Linked DNA regions of Ovis aries: region 1 is linked to region 2. A link is a contact called in public Hi-C data. All regions are on one chromosome and are shown on one strand. Each heading gives the region's core, a stretch centred on a gene start, on an enhancer-like site or on the middle of the called end of the contact. The rest is flanking DNA. Distances are from core to core; before and after follow the strand shown. Region 1 holds the start of MYCL (MYCL proto-oncogene, bHLH transcription factor). Region 2 has its middle 23 kb from the start of BMP8B.

Evidence for each region. Hi-C and Micro-C count contacts between places; a contact is called where the count stands out from the background.
Region 1: a Hi-C map of liver shows a contact between it and region 2, with 6 times the contacts expected there. The contact joins the promoter of MYCL here to the enhancer-like site in region 2. A contact is called at or near these places in 12 of 16 Hi-C or Micro-C datasets (blood, hypothalamus, liver and 5 more).

What each region holds. Positions count from the first base shown.
Region 1 is chr1:14,525,888-14,532,862 of ARS-UI_Ramb_v3.0, reverse strand. MYCL (MYCL proto-oncogene, bHLH transcription factor) reads left to right here and starts at 4,555. Exons shown (of 3, transcript XM_042246096.2): 1 at 4,555-4,759; 2 at 5,456-5,960. The coding sequence starts at 5,465.
Region 2 is chr1:14,445,202-14,451,619 of ARS-UI_Ramb_v3.0, reverse strand. No RefSeq gene overlaps it. Among named protein-coding and RNA genes, the nearest start is that of BMP8B, 23 kb to the right of the region's middle. Within about 2 kb of position 2,014, at least 12 of the 54 cell types and tissues checked have an H3K27ac peak or open chromatin away from gene starts, as enhancers often do. A contact at or near this core is called in liver, where this site is marked.

The sequences.
Region 1 (6,975 bases), core at 3,306-5,805, 79 kb before region 2:
TCCATGGGGTCACATGAGCTGGACACCACTGAGCACACACCCAAGGACAAGGAATTGATTTGTAATTCTATTTGGATGAATAAGGGAAGACAAAGTATGTGTGATGGAAAAGGAAATATAAGAGTTACATCTCCTTCTATTCTATTTTTATAATTATTTATTTTCATGTATTTATTTTTGACTGTGCTGGGTCTTCATTGTTGGGTGACCTTTTTTTTTTTTTTCCTAGTTGCATTGCAGTGGCTTCTCTTGGTTGTGGAGCACGGGCTCTAGGGCACATGGGCTTCAGTAAGTTGCAGCATGTAGGCTCAACAGTTATGGTTTCCTTGCTCTAGAGTACAAGCTCAGCAGTTGTGGCACATGGGGTTAGTTACTCCAAGGCATAGGGGATCTCCCCAGATCAGGGATCGAACTTGTGTCTCCTGTATTGGCAGGCATATTCTTTACCACCGAGCCAACAGGGAAACCCCTACATCTCCTGTTTTTTTCCATCTCCTTCTATTTTAAATATAAATAGGAATTTAAAAATTCCTATTGACCTTCCCAGCCAACAGCTGTGGGAAATAAATTTCTGTTCTTTATATGCCCTTCTCCCAATTTTAAAATTAGATCGTCTGTATTGGTCAAAATATGGAAGGAAATATGAGGAACAAAAAGCCTGGTAAACCAGTAGTTGCCTTTGGGGGATGGGAATCAGGGATGGTAAGGGGAGAGGAGAAGATTACCTTTTATTTTTTAACCTTGTCATACTACCGCACAATTGCACTCATCTCACACGCTAGTAAAGTAATGCTCAAAATTCTCCAAGCCAGGCTTCAGCAATATGTGAACTGCGAACTTCCAGATGTTCAAGCTGGTTTTAGAAAAAGCAGAGGAACCAGAGATCAGATTGCCAACATCTGCTGGATCATCGAAATAGCAAGAGAGTTCCAGAAAAACATTTCTGCTTTATTGACTATGCCAAAGCCTTTGACTGTGTGGATCACAATAAACTGTGGAAAATTCTGAAAGAGATGGGAATACCAGACCACCTGACCTGCCTCTTGAGAAACCTGTATGCAGGTCAGGAAGCAACAGTTAAACTGGACATGGAACAACAGACTGGTTCCAAATCAGGAAAGGAGTATGTCAGGGCTGTATATTGTCACCCTGCTTGTTTAACTTATATGCAGAGTACATCATGAGAAACGCTGGGCTGGAAGAAGCACAAGCTGGAATCAAGATTGCCGGGAGAAATATCAATAACCTCAGATATGCAGATGGCACCACCCTTATGGCAGAAAGTGAAGAAGAACTAAAAAGCCTCTCGATGAAGGTGAAAGAGGAGAGTGAAAAAGTTGGCTTAAAGCTCAACATTCAGAAAACTAAGATCATGGCATCTGCTCCCATCACTACATGGCAAATAAATAGGGAAACAGTGGGAACAGTGACAGACTTACTTTGGGGAACTCTAAAATCACTGCAGATGGTGATTGCAGCCATGAAATTAAGAGACACTTGCTCCTTGGAAGGAAAGTTATGACTAACCTGGACAGCATATTAAAAAGCAGAGACCTTACTTTTGCCAACAAAGGTCCACCTAGTCAAGGCTATGATTTTTCCAGTAGTCATGTATGGATGTGAGAGTTGGACTGTAAAGAAAGCTGAGCGCCAAAGAATTGATGCTTTTGAACTGTGGTGTTGGAGAAGACTCTTGAGAGTCCCTTGGACTGCAAGGAGATCCAACCAGTCCATCCTGAAGGAGATCAGTCCTGGGTGTTCATTGGAAGGACTGATGTTGAAGCTGAAACTCCAATACTTTCGCTACCTGATGTGAAGAGCTGACTCATTGGAAAAGACCCTGATGCTGAGAAAGATTGAGGGCAGGAGGAGAAGGGAACAACAGAGGATGAGATAGTTGAATGGCGTCACCAACTCAATGGACACCGGTTTGGGTGAACTCTGGGAGTTGGTGATGGACAGGAAGGCCTGGCATACTGTGGTTCATGGGGTCACAAAGAGTCAGACACGACTGAGTGACTGAAATGAACTGAACATTTAGTTGATTTTGAAAAATGATTTACATGTATTTTTTTATTCAAAATATGTTTTCAGTAAAGCAAAGGAGGAACTTCCCTGGTGGTCCAGTGGTTAAGAATCTGCCTTGCAATGCAGGGGAAGCATGTTCAATTCCTGATCAGAGAACTAAGATCTCAGGTGTCTCAGAGGAACTAAGTCCATGAGCCACAAGAGAGTTTGTGCGCTGAAACCAGGCACCAAAACAGTCAAATAATTAAATAACATAACATAATTGTTTCTAAAAAAGGAAATAAAATTTAAAATTGCAGAAAAACTGAATTTTTTCAGTTTTTGAATTCATGAATTCATCATCATCCTAGGTCCAGACATCACTCAGAAGCCAGAGCTGTTAGCCCTAAAAGCAGCAGCATCTCTGCAGAACAGACGCACATTAACCAGGCTCAGGAGAGTAATATTTCAAATCAGATGCCAATTCATTAAGTTATAAGGGGAAGCAGGGCTTTGAAGCAGACTGGATCTTCTTGTTCACTGATGAGTGCATTCTCTCCCTGTGGGCGGATCTACATAGGGAACAGTGGTTTTCAGCAGGTTGCTTGGTGATCCAGATCATAAGTGAAGTGGGGAGGGGGCGGTGAATTGGGCTGTTTCAAAGAATGATGTTTCCATCTCCCTTGTTCCTGGACCAGCATCTTTGTCCCCAGACAGGGCTAGGATGACACTCTGGTGATTGCTTCTTGATCTCTGTTTTGTTGACTGTCCAGACTCCTTCTTACTAGCACCTCCTTCTCTTTAGTTGTATCAATACCTTTATTCAGGTTACAGTCTAGACTGAGCCTGACAGTGATTCTGTCTCCAGTAGGTAGACTGGCACATTTCTACATTAAAGCATTAGAGACTTGTCTCCAAACAGGCAACACATTTATGAAGCACCTCCGACGTGTCAGGCTCTGTTCTAAACTCTGGAGTTGCAGCAGTCAACAAGGCTGACATCTGACCTAGCCCTCAGTGAGCTTACAGTCTGGTGAGGAAAACAAAGTATGCCTGTGAAGGAGCAGTCTAACTCTCAGAAGACAACTTAATTTACTTTATTCTAGTTCTTGAGGTGAGGACACATCCTGGTTGTCTCCAGAAATCACCTACTACAATGAACCATGGGGAGGGGCTGTTGAGTAATGAATCTCATCTTGACAGAGAAAGAAGATCCATTTCTCAAGCACATATTCCCAAGCCTCCCATGGATTCTATGCCCCAAATCTTCCCAGTAAAATGATTTTCTGCTTAAATGTATCTGTCGTTTGTAACCAAGAACTCCGACTAGTATAGCAACCATTTCAGATATCTGTAGACCAGAGAACAAGTTCCCCAAAGACAATTCCAACCCCTCTGCCTCAGGGCTGCAACCAACCTGGAACCTCTCTGATCTGTGCCTTCCATTCAGCACAAAGCAGGACACACAGGCTCTCTCAATAAAATCTGGTTGGCTGAGTCACTTAGTAAGTTCAGTCACAAGCTGTTCTATGTACTTAAATTGCAAAGCTAGTAAGAACTAGTTGCTGCCTTCAGAGATGTCCACATGCACCTTCAAGCTAACATATGCAAAACAGAGGCTGTCATCTTTCTTTCCTTTTCTGCCAACTTGTATATCAACTCGTGTTTAGTGTCTCATGCTCCAGCCACACTGAGCTGCTTGCACATCTCACATCCCTCTGCTGGGGTTTCATCAGTGAGTAGTTTGGTGTTCTTAGACCACAGCGGTGGGAGAGAAAGACAGCAGTAATCCGGCTGCTGCTTGTAGACCAGACCTTGAAGGCCAGTTAGAGCATTCTAGATGTATTGGCTGCTATCCCAGGTTACTTTCCTTGGTCTGAATAGAATACCCCATAGTTTAGCTTTTCCTCTTCTACTGAAGGAAGTCTGTGTAGAAGAGGATACAAGGTTTATATGTCCATCATCTTGGCCAGAGATACAGCTACAATCCAGATTCTCATTTTACAGATAAGTAAATGGAGGCTTAAAAGGGCTTGACTGTAGAGCTAGCAAGTAGCAAAACAAAGGCTTGAATGAAGTTTCCAGACTCCAAACTCCCATTCTTTCCTGTATTAGGACAGCTGATACAGAATGTTTTGTGTGTGGTTTGAGGGAGGGGAATCGCCTTGATCTGTTCTTGGGGGAAAATTCTCCTTATCACCCACACCAGGAGCTAAATTTGTTCTGCTTGCCTCTCCTGGCCTAGTTCCCTTCCCTAGATACTGTCTTCTTAAACCCTCACAACAGTTCTGTGAGGTATTACCATCCCTTCATTTTATAGATGAGACTGAAGCTCAGAAAGTTTCAATTTCAGGCTCCGGAATCTTCACCACCTTGCTTCGCTGAGGTCCGTCCAGGTTTGGGAACACCAAGCTGATGAAGCGGGGCCAAAGGGTGAGGAAGACAGTGCCGGGGACCGGGCTGGGGTTTAAGGCTGAGGACCAGCAGGTGGCGCGGTCGAGGTGCGGCTGCCCCCTACCACCTCACCTCTCGCGGGCCAGACGTACCAAAACTAAACGGGGCGAGCTCGGGGAAGTAGGCTCGCGGAGCAAGGAGTAGTTTTCCTGAACCCAGAGTATGCAAGGAGCTCCGTTCTCGCTCAGCCTCCGGAGGACCTCCCGAGCCTCTCTAAAGAGTTACGACCCCACCGATCGACCGCCGGGCCGCATCAGCCCGCCGCCAGCTCCGCGCTCCGCACTGTGCAGTTCATTTGGTGGGCCTGGGACTCCACAGCCCCCACCTGTCGACCGAGGAGGCGGGGCGTGGGCGGGGCTGGTCCCGTAGGGCCCGCCCCCTGTCCCTGAGCCGCGGGCGCGCGACGAGATATAAGGCCGCTTGGAAACAATGCGCCTGCACCTCGCGCTCCCGCGCCGCTCCCGGGAGCGTCCGGGCCGCCGTGCGCGAGCGAGGGCGGGAGCGCGCGCTGGGAGGCTAGCGCTTGTGTGCGGGCCTCGCACTCGGTGGCGCGCATGTGCAAGTGTGCGGGCTGCTTCGCTGCCCCGAGCGGGCGGGGAGCCGGTCCGCTCCAGGTGGCCGGTGGCGGGAGCGAGGTGAGGCTGCGGGCAGCCTGGGAACGGGCGCGGGTTCCGGGGGACAGGCTGCAGGCTGCCTTCTGGGCACAGCGCGCCCCCGCCCGACCCGGCCGGGCCCTCGGAGCTGCGCTCCGGGCGGCGCTGGCAAAGTTTGCTTTGAACTCGCTCCCTGCAGCCTAGTCCGCGCGCTGTGAGCAGCTTCCCCAGGCACGCTGACCTGGGTCCGGGCTGCCCGGGACGCTAGGGAAGGGCGCGGGCTCCAAGCCGTGAGGTTGGAGACGTACGAGAGCCTGGCAGCCAGCTCTACTGGGGGGCCGGGGGACGCTTCCCTCCCTGGGCCCGCACCTGGGTCAGCACATCCCCCTTCCCTCCCGCAGGGAGCGGACATGGACTTCGACTCGTACCAGCACTATTTCTACGACTATGACTGCGGAGAGGATTTCTACCGCTCCACGGCGCCCAGCGAGGACATCTGGAAGAAATTCGAGCTGGTGCCGTCGCCCCCCACGTCGCCGCCCTGGAGCTCCGGTCCCGGCGACGGAGACGCGGGCCCCGGAATTGGTCCTCCGGAGCCGTGGCCCGGAGGAGGCGCCGGGGACGATGCAGAATCCCGGGGTCACTCGAAAGCTTGGGGCAGGAACTACGCTTCCATCATCCGCCGAGACTGTATGTGGAGCGGCTTTTCGGCCCGGGAACGGCTGGAGAGAGCGGTGAGCGACCGGCTTGTCGCTGGCGCGCCCCGGGGGAACCCGCCCAAGGCGCCCGCCGCCCCGGACTGCGCTCCCAGCCTCGAAGCCGGCAACCCGGCGCCCGCTGCCCCCTGTCCGCTGGGCGAGCCCAAGACCCAGGCCTGCTCGGGGTCCGAGAGCCCAAGCGACTCGGGTAAGGACCGCCCCGGGTCATCCAAGAGGGGGCACCCCATGGGTGGCCAAACCTCTGCCGCTGAGGTCAGGCACTGGGTCTGCGCAAGCCCTTCCGCCACCTCCCTCTTCCTCTGGCTGAAGCTGCCGGTGTAGCCTCCAGCGGTGTCTGTCTGGCACGTGGGAGTGTTAGTAAACAGTTTGAAGAAGTGGCGTGGGAGCCAGCGTCCCTTTGATGATGATTGGAGCCCCAGGGGACAAGGGAGACAGGGTGAGGCTTGGCACTTAGGGAGAACAATACAGGGATTGGACCACAGGGGATTTATGCCCTCCGAAGGCTGGAAAGGGTCCCTTAAGGGTCACTCCAGACTTGAATTTTTTTGTTGCTGTCTCTTTCTCTGGGAAACTCACTCCCCTGGGGAGAGAAGCTGAGAAGCCTTTTGTGCAAAGCCAAAGCCTTCATCCTTTAAAAAACCTGGTCTCCTGCCTGCTTTATTTTAAAATGACAATAATGGCTCCTCCCCCATCCCCACCTCTTACCACGTATTCATCCTCACATCACCCCTGAGACAGTAATGGAGGAATGACTGCTCCCCATTAACAGATGGAAAAACCGAGGCTTAGAAATAGGAAATCGCCAGAAGTGAACGCCAGCTTCCTGCCATCCAGCCAGCTTCTTTTGCTCAATCCTCCATCCCAACCAGGCACTTCTCTGATGTTTAGAGGAACTTACTGGTTATCTTATCTGAGAAGTGGTACATCTTGCCATTTTGCTCTGGCCTGTGGTGAGGTGTTCCTCTAGGAACAGTTCATCTGAGGGCTTTCAGCTGCTTCATTTGTATTCAACAAATGTTCACTGGCCTCTACTTTGTGCTAAGCTCTGGGGTTAGTGCTGGGGGTCACAGATATGGAGCTCCAGGCTCCCCTTCCCCATCCTTGAATGCAAGTGTACATCTCACTGAGCACAGCCTGCTGCATCTGTGCCACCAGACTGTGTCGTTCTTAGCCTAACCTCTTCTTCGAGGTGCCCATGAGAA
Region 2 (6,418 bases), core at 765-3,264:
GAACTCTTTGGCAGCCCCTTGGAGAGGAGCACAGTCAGTGTCAAGAGGCTGCCCAGCAGCTGGGTCAGGCTGTGCTGGGACAGTCAAGCCCACGTCGGTCACCATCCATGGCGCTCTGCATCCGCCCTGCCATCACCCGTGCTGAGGAACACAATCCCCGTTCTGCTCCTCACTTGCCGGTGAAGTCCTTCTCTTAACGGCTGCCTGCTGTTGCCCTGGAATCAATCACCCAGCAGGAGGTTGGGGCCCACCCATGCCATGCCCCAACCGACCCATTTCCTGTGGACACTCATTTTCCATAGCAGCTCAGGAACCTTATAAGCCTCATAAAATGAAAAGGGTGGGATCCTGTCACTGAGTATCAGAGGTGTAGGACAGTCTTCAGAACAGACACTAAGGCTGTGACCTATTTCCCATGGCTACACGCCAAGCCAGAGAGAGCCCCTGGGGAGGAGCAAGAGCTGAGTTGGAGTCATCACTGTACCCGTAACACATGGGTGGTGCTTGGTAGACGTTTATTATGTTGAAAGAATGAATGAAAATCACAGCCTAGCGAGGAAGACGGATCCACAAGCACATCATTATAGTACAACCCAAGCGCTGAGATAAAAGAGGGTGGAAGAGGAAAGGGGTCCAGAGACATAGTGATTTCCCGAGGCTGTACCAGGACCGCGGCCCAGGTTTCTCATGCTCCCTGCTCCGGAGCACAACGGGGGCAGGTGGGTGCTCTGGGGGGCGTCAGCCCGCCTGTGCTGCCGTCTCTGGGCCTGGCTGCAGCTGCTGGGCTCTGTGTGCACGACCCAGACTAGGATATGGGTTCTCCCTGCCCTGCTTTTGCTGTTGGGCTTCAGATACGCCAGTCCATTTCTGAGCTCATCTGCCCCGAGAACCGAGAGCTGGTCACGTTTGGCCATGTGTTTTAGGAAGTAGACAGTGAGGCCCAGAGAGGAAGAGAAGCTTGCTCTCCTCTCCATGTTTCCCCCACCACACCCCTCCCCCCCAATATTTATTTATTTATTTAGCTCCTTTGGGTCTTAATTGTGGCATACGGGCTCTTTGTTCAGTCATGCAGGATCTTTCATGGAAGTGCACAGACTTGGTAGCTGTCGCGCGCGGGATTAGTTGCCCCACTGCGTATGGGATCTTAGTTCCTCAACCAGGGATCGAACCCACATCACCTGCATTGCAAGGTGGTTCTTAACCACTGGACCACCAGGGACGTCCCCTGCCCCATGGCTTTAAGGATCCTGACCTTGTTCCCTTGAGGCCTGGCTGCCTGCTACCCTTGGGTTCCTTGAGACATCTCTGAAGACTTGTATTAAATTCTTCTGTTTTATTCAGCTTGGCTGAGCGGTTTCTGTTCTGTGCAGCCAAGAGTCTGGGCTAACATTTACCTCACTGATGCCCCATCACGCTCTCAGTAAACACTTCCACACCTCGTACCCTGCCCCACACTTTGGTCTGAGAGCTTTACATGTAATAACTTGCTAAATCCTCATAACATTTCTCTGAGGTAGGTAGCACTGTCCTCTCTCATTCTCAGATGTGGAGACTGAGGCACAAAGGGGGAGTAACTGCCCTGCTCACACAGCTAGGAGGTGGTGGAGCTGGGATTCACTCACATCCAGGCAGAGCCCACGCCCAACATTGCACTTTTACCATATTTTGTTGAGCTGAAGTTTGTATTTTTAGACATCTTTAATGCATTCTCTTGGAAGAATTTCGTTCTAAATGCTAACCACCACCAGGAACCCTGAGTCCTAAATGATGCTGGGTGGGGCCGAGAGTCCAGACCGCTCTGTCTGCCCCCCAGGCCCTGCCTCTCCTTTGCCGGGCCTGGCAGAGAAAGCGCGGGAAGGAGCTGCCAGGCCAGGGCTTGGCGGCAAAACTGCTTGTGCGCGGGAGGCCAGAGCCACGCCCTGGCACCTGGCAGGCAGCCCGGCCCCACCGTTGAGAAAATACCTGGAACAAAGGAATCCTCCCGCCACGACTGGCCGCCTCTCCTGTGCCTGCAGCGCCCAGGCTGAGGAATCTGACCTCCGGGCCAGCCCAGGCCAGGTCCTTACATGGCCTCAGGAGGCCCAGCCGGGAATACCTGCCTGGCTCTCTGCAGTGGGCATCCCATGGGGAGCTCTTCCTCTCACCCCATTTCCACCCAGGGGCCCTTCGGGGCTGCCTGGACTTCCAGTTACTGCCACTCTGCCCCAGGGTGTCTTCAGAGGGTCCCAGGAGAGTGAAAGGTAGAGGACTCTGGACACCCCCCTCAGGGTAGTGGCATGGTTCTTGGGGGACATATCTTGGGCAAAGCTGGAAGCTCCTCAGAGGGGAGGTCCAGCCTCCTGAGGGGTAGCCGGCCGATGGCCCATTCCTTCTCCTTTCTCCCCTCCTTCCTGTGAGCAAGATTTCAGGAGCATGAATCTGGGCAAGAGACCACCTCACCACAGCTCTTTCGTTCAGAAAACCCCGGAGCCCCAGGTCCAGCTCCCAGCCCTAGCCAGCAGAGCACCTTTCCCCACCCCGTGCCCTAGTGACTGCTGTCATCCGGGCCGCTGAAGCCCGAGTGGTGCTTCTGATGGTTCAGAAAAGGAAGCTGCTTTCTCCAGGTGGACCCAGCCTTCCTCCAGGGCCCCCAGCTGTGCCAAGTGGAGCAGGGCGTGGAGCTGGACTTCAACCCCCACTTGCTTCTTGTTTCTCTGTGTGCAGATCCAAGCTGCAGTGTCTTATGCAGAGCAACGAGGCCTGGGAGGAAAGTCCCCGACCATGACCCTCGGCCCCTGATTCCCAGGCCAAACCCTGTTCCCCTGACCTGGATATTCCCTGGGCTGGATGAAGGAAGGCCATTCCAGAGGTGGTCACTCTTCATGGGCCTGAACCAGCTCTAGACAGCAGGGCAAGGACTCAGGAGAGGTTCCCTAGAAAAAGCTCCCAACACCACTGAGAGAAGCCTTCTCCCAGGCAGCGCCTGGTTCTGGTCCCTCTTGTGCTCCTAACTGGCTCTGCCACCTGGGTCGGTCACTATCCCTCCCTCACCCAGTTTATCCTATCGTAACATGAGAAACAGGGGGTCAGGTCCCTGACACCAGGATCTCTCACCAGAAAGAAAGGCTGAAGTTCAGGCAAACATGGAGCCTGTGTCCGGATGTCTGGCTTCTCTCTGCCCCCTGGTGGACACAAGCAGCCTAGCACCCAGGGGGAAACGTGCTATGTGCCAAATCACTTCAGTCCTGTTCCACTCTTTGCGACCCCATGAACAGGTATGACCTAACTCAAATGCCTTATGATTATATAGTGGAAGTGAAAAATAGATTCAAGGGATTAGATCTGATAGACAGAGCGCCTGAAGAGCTATGGACGGAGGTTCATGACATTGTACAGGAGACAGGGATCAAGACCATCCCCAAGAAAAAGAAATGCAAAAAAGCAAAATGGATGTCTGAGGAGGCCTTACACGTAGCTGAGAAAAGAAGAGAAGTGAAAAGCAAAGGAGAAAAGGAAAGATATACCCATTTGAATGCAGAGTTCCAAAGAATAGCAAGGAGATAAGAAAGCCTTCCTCGGCAATCAATGCACAAAGAAATAGAGGAAAACAATAGAATGGGAAAGACTAGAGATCTCTTCAAGAAAATCAGAGATATCAAAGGAATATTTCCTGCAAAGATGGGCACAATAAAGGACAGAAATGGTATGGACCTAACAGAAGCAGAAGATATTAAGAAGAGGTGGCAAGAATACACAGAAAAACTATACAAAAAAGATTTTCATGACCCAGCTAATCATGATGGTGTGATCACTCACCTAGAGCCAGACATCCTGGAATGGGAAGTCAAGTGGGCCTTAGGAAGCATCATTACAAACAAAGCTAGTGGAGGTGATGGAATTCCAGTTGAGCTCTTTCAAATCCTAAAAGATGATGCTGTGGAAGTGCTGCACTCAATATGCCAGCAAATTTGGAAAACTCAGCAGTGGCCACAGGACTGGAAAAGGTCGGTTTTCATTCCAATCCCAAAGAAAGGCAACGCCAAAGAATGCTCAAACTACTGCACAATTACACTCATCTTACACGCTAGTAAAGCTCAAAATTCTCCAAGCCAGGCTTTAACAGTATGTGAACTGTAAAATTCCAGATGTTCAAGCTGGTGTTAGAAAAGGCAGAGGAACCAGAGATAAAATTGCCAACATCCGCTGGATCATTGAAAAAGCAACAGAGTTCCAGAAAAACATCTGTTTCTGCTTTATTGACTATGCCAAAGCCTTTGTGTGGATCACAATAAACTGTGGAAAATTCTGAAAGAGATGGGAATACCAGACCACCTGACTTGCCTCTTGAGAAACCTGTATGCAGGTCAGGAAGCAACAATTAGAACTGGACATGGAGCGACAGACTGGTTCCAAACAGGAAAAGGAGTACGTCAAGGCTGTATATTGTCCCCCTGCTTATTGTACATCATGAGAAACAGTGGGCTGGATGAAGCACAAGCTGGAATCAAGATTGCCGGGAGAAATAGCAATAACCTCAGATATGCAGATGACACCACCCTTATGGCAGAAAGCGAAGAACTAGAGCCTCTTGATGAAAGTGAAAACGGAGAGTGAAGAAGTTGGCTTAAAACTCAACATTCAGAAAACTAAGATCATGGTGTCTGGCCCCATCACATCATGGCAAATAGATGGGGAAATAGTGGAAATAGTGACAGACTTTATTTTGGGGGGCTCCAAAATCACTGTAGATGGTGATTGCAGCCATGAAATTAAAAGACACTTGCTCTTTGGAAGGAAAGTTATGACTAACCTAGACAGCATATTAAAAAGCAGAGACATTACTTTGTCAACAAAGGTCCGTCTAGTCAAAGCTCTGATTTTTCCAGTAGTCATGTATGGATGTGAGAGCTGGATTGTAAAGAAAGCTGAGTGCCGAAGAACTGATTCTTTTGAACTGTGGTGTTGGAGAAGACTCTTGAGAGTCCCTTGGACTGCAAGGAGATCCAACATGTCAATCCTAAAGGAAATCAGTCTTAAATATTCATTGGAAGGACTGATGCTAAAGCTGAAACTCCAATACTTTGACCGCCTGATGTGAAGAACTGACTCATTGGAAAAGATCCTGATGCTGGGAAAGATTGAAGGTGGGAGAAGGGGATGACAGAGGATGAGATGGTTGGATGGCATCACCGACTCGATGGACATGAGTTTGGGTAGGCTCTGGGAGCTGGTGATGGACAGAGAGGCCTGGCGTGCTGAAGTCCATGGTGTCGCAAAGAGTCAGACACGACTGAGTGGCTGAAATGAACTGAATGTAGCAGAAGTAAGAGATGCCAGCTCGATCCCTGGCTGGGAAGATCCCCTGGAGGAGGAAATGGCACCCCACTCCAGTATTCATGCCTGGAAAATCCCATGGACGGGGGAGCCTGATGGGCTACAGTCCATGGGGTCGCAAAGAGTCGGACACGACTGAAGTGTCTTAGCACACGCCCTACAAGTAGTCCACTTTATTAGCTTTCTATGTATCCTTTTCAGGTGAGTAAATACAGTCAAATACAGATATGCATTCTTATTCATTCACACCCCTCTTTTACTCAAGGGAGGACATACTATACTCTGCATCTTACCTTTTTCACTTAAAAAAGTGTTTCGGGGACTCCTCTGGTGGCCCAGTGGCTAAGACTGTGCTCCCACTGCAGGGGCCCTGGGTTTGATCCCTGGTCAGGGAACTAGATCCTGCATGCTGCAATGAAGATCTGGTATGGGCAAATAAATTAATAAATAATTTAAAAATATAAATTATATTTTAAAAGGTGTTCTGTAGTGTAATCAGTCCATAGAGAGCTTTCTTCTGTGAGCTTTATAGTACATGATGGGGTGTGGCAGAGTTTATCAGCAGGTTATTTCCTTATTACATTTGGGCTATTTCCAGACTCTGGCTATCACAAACAAGACTGTAATGAATGATCTTACCAACCCAGGGCTGATGATTAGGCAAGAGTGTCAAGGGCACAGCAAGGGCAGGGCTGAACCAGTTGTTAAAATATTTAAATGCTTGTGTGCTGCTGCTGCTAAGTCACTTCAGTTGTGTCTGACTCTGTGCGACCCCATAGATAGCAGCCCACCAGGCTCCCCCATCCCTGGGATTCTCCAGGCAAGAACACTGGAGTGGGTTGCCATTTCCTTCTCCAATGCATGAAAGGGAAAAGTCAAAGTGAAGTCGCTCAGTCGTGTTCGACTCTTCGCTACCCCATGGACTGCAGCCTACCAGGCTCCTCCATCCATGGGATTTTCCAGGCAAGAGTACTGGAGTGGGGTGCCATTGCTTTCTCCTGAAATGCTTGTGTGGTGCCTGGTAAATAGTTACCACCGCATCTGTAACAATCAATATACTTACAAAACTCTGCTTGAATTCTTCAGTTCAAGCTGTGGTTGTAGG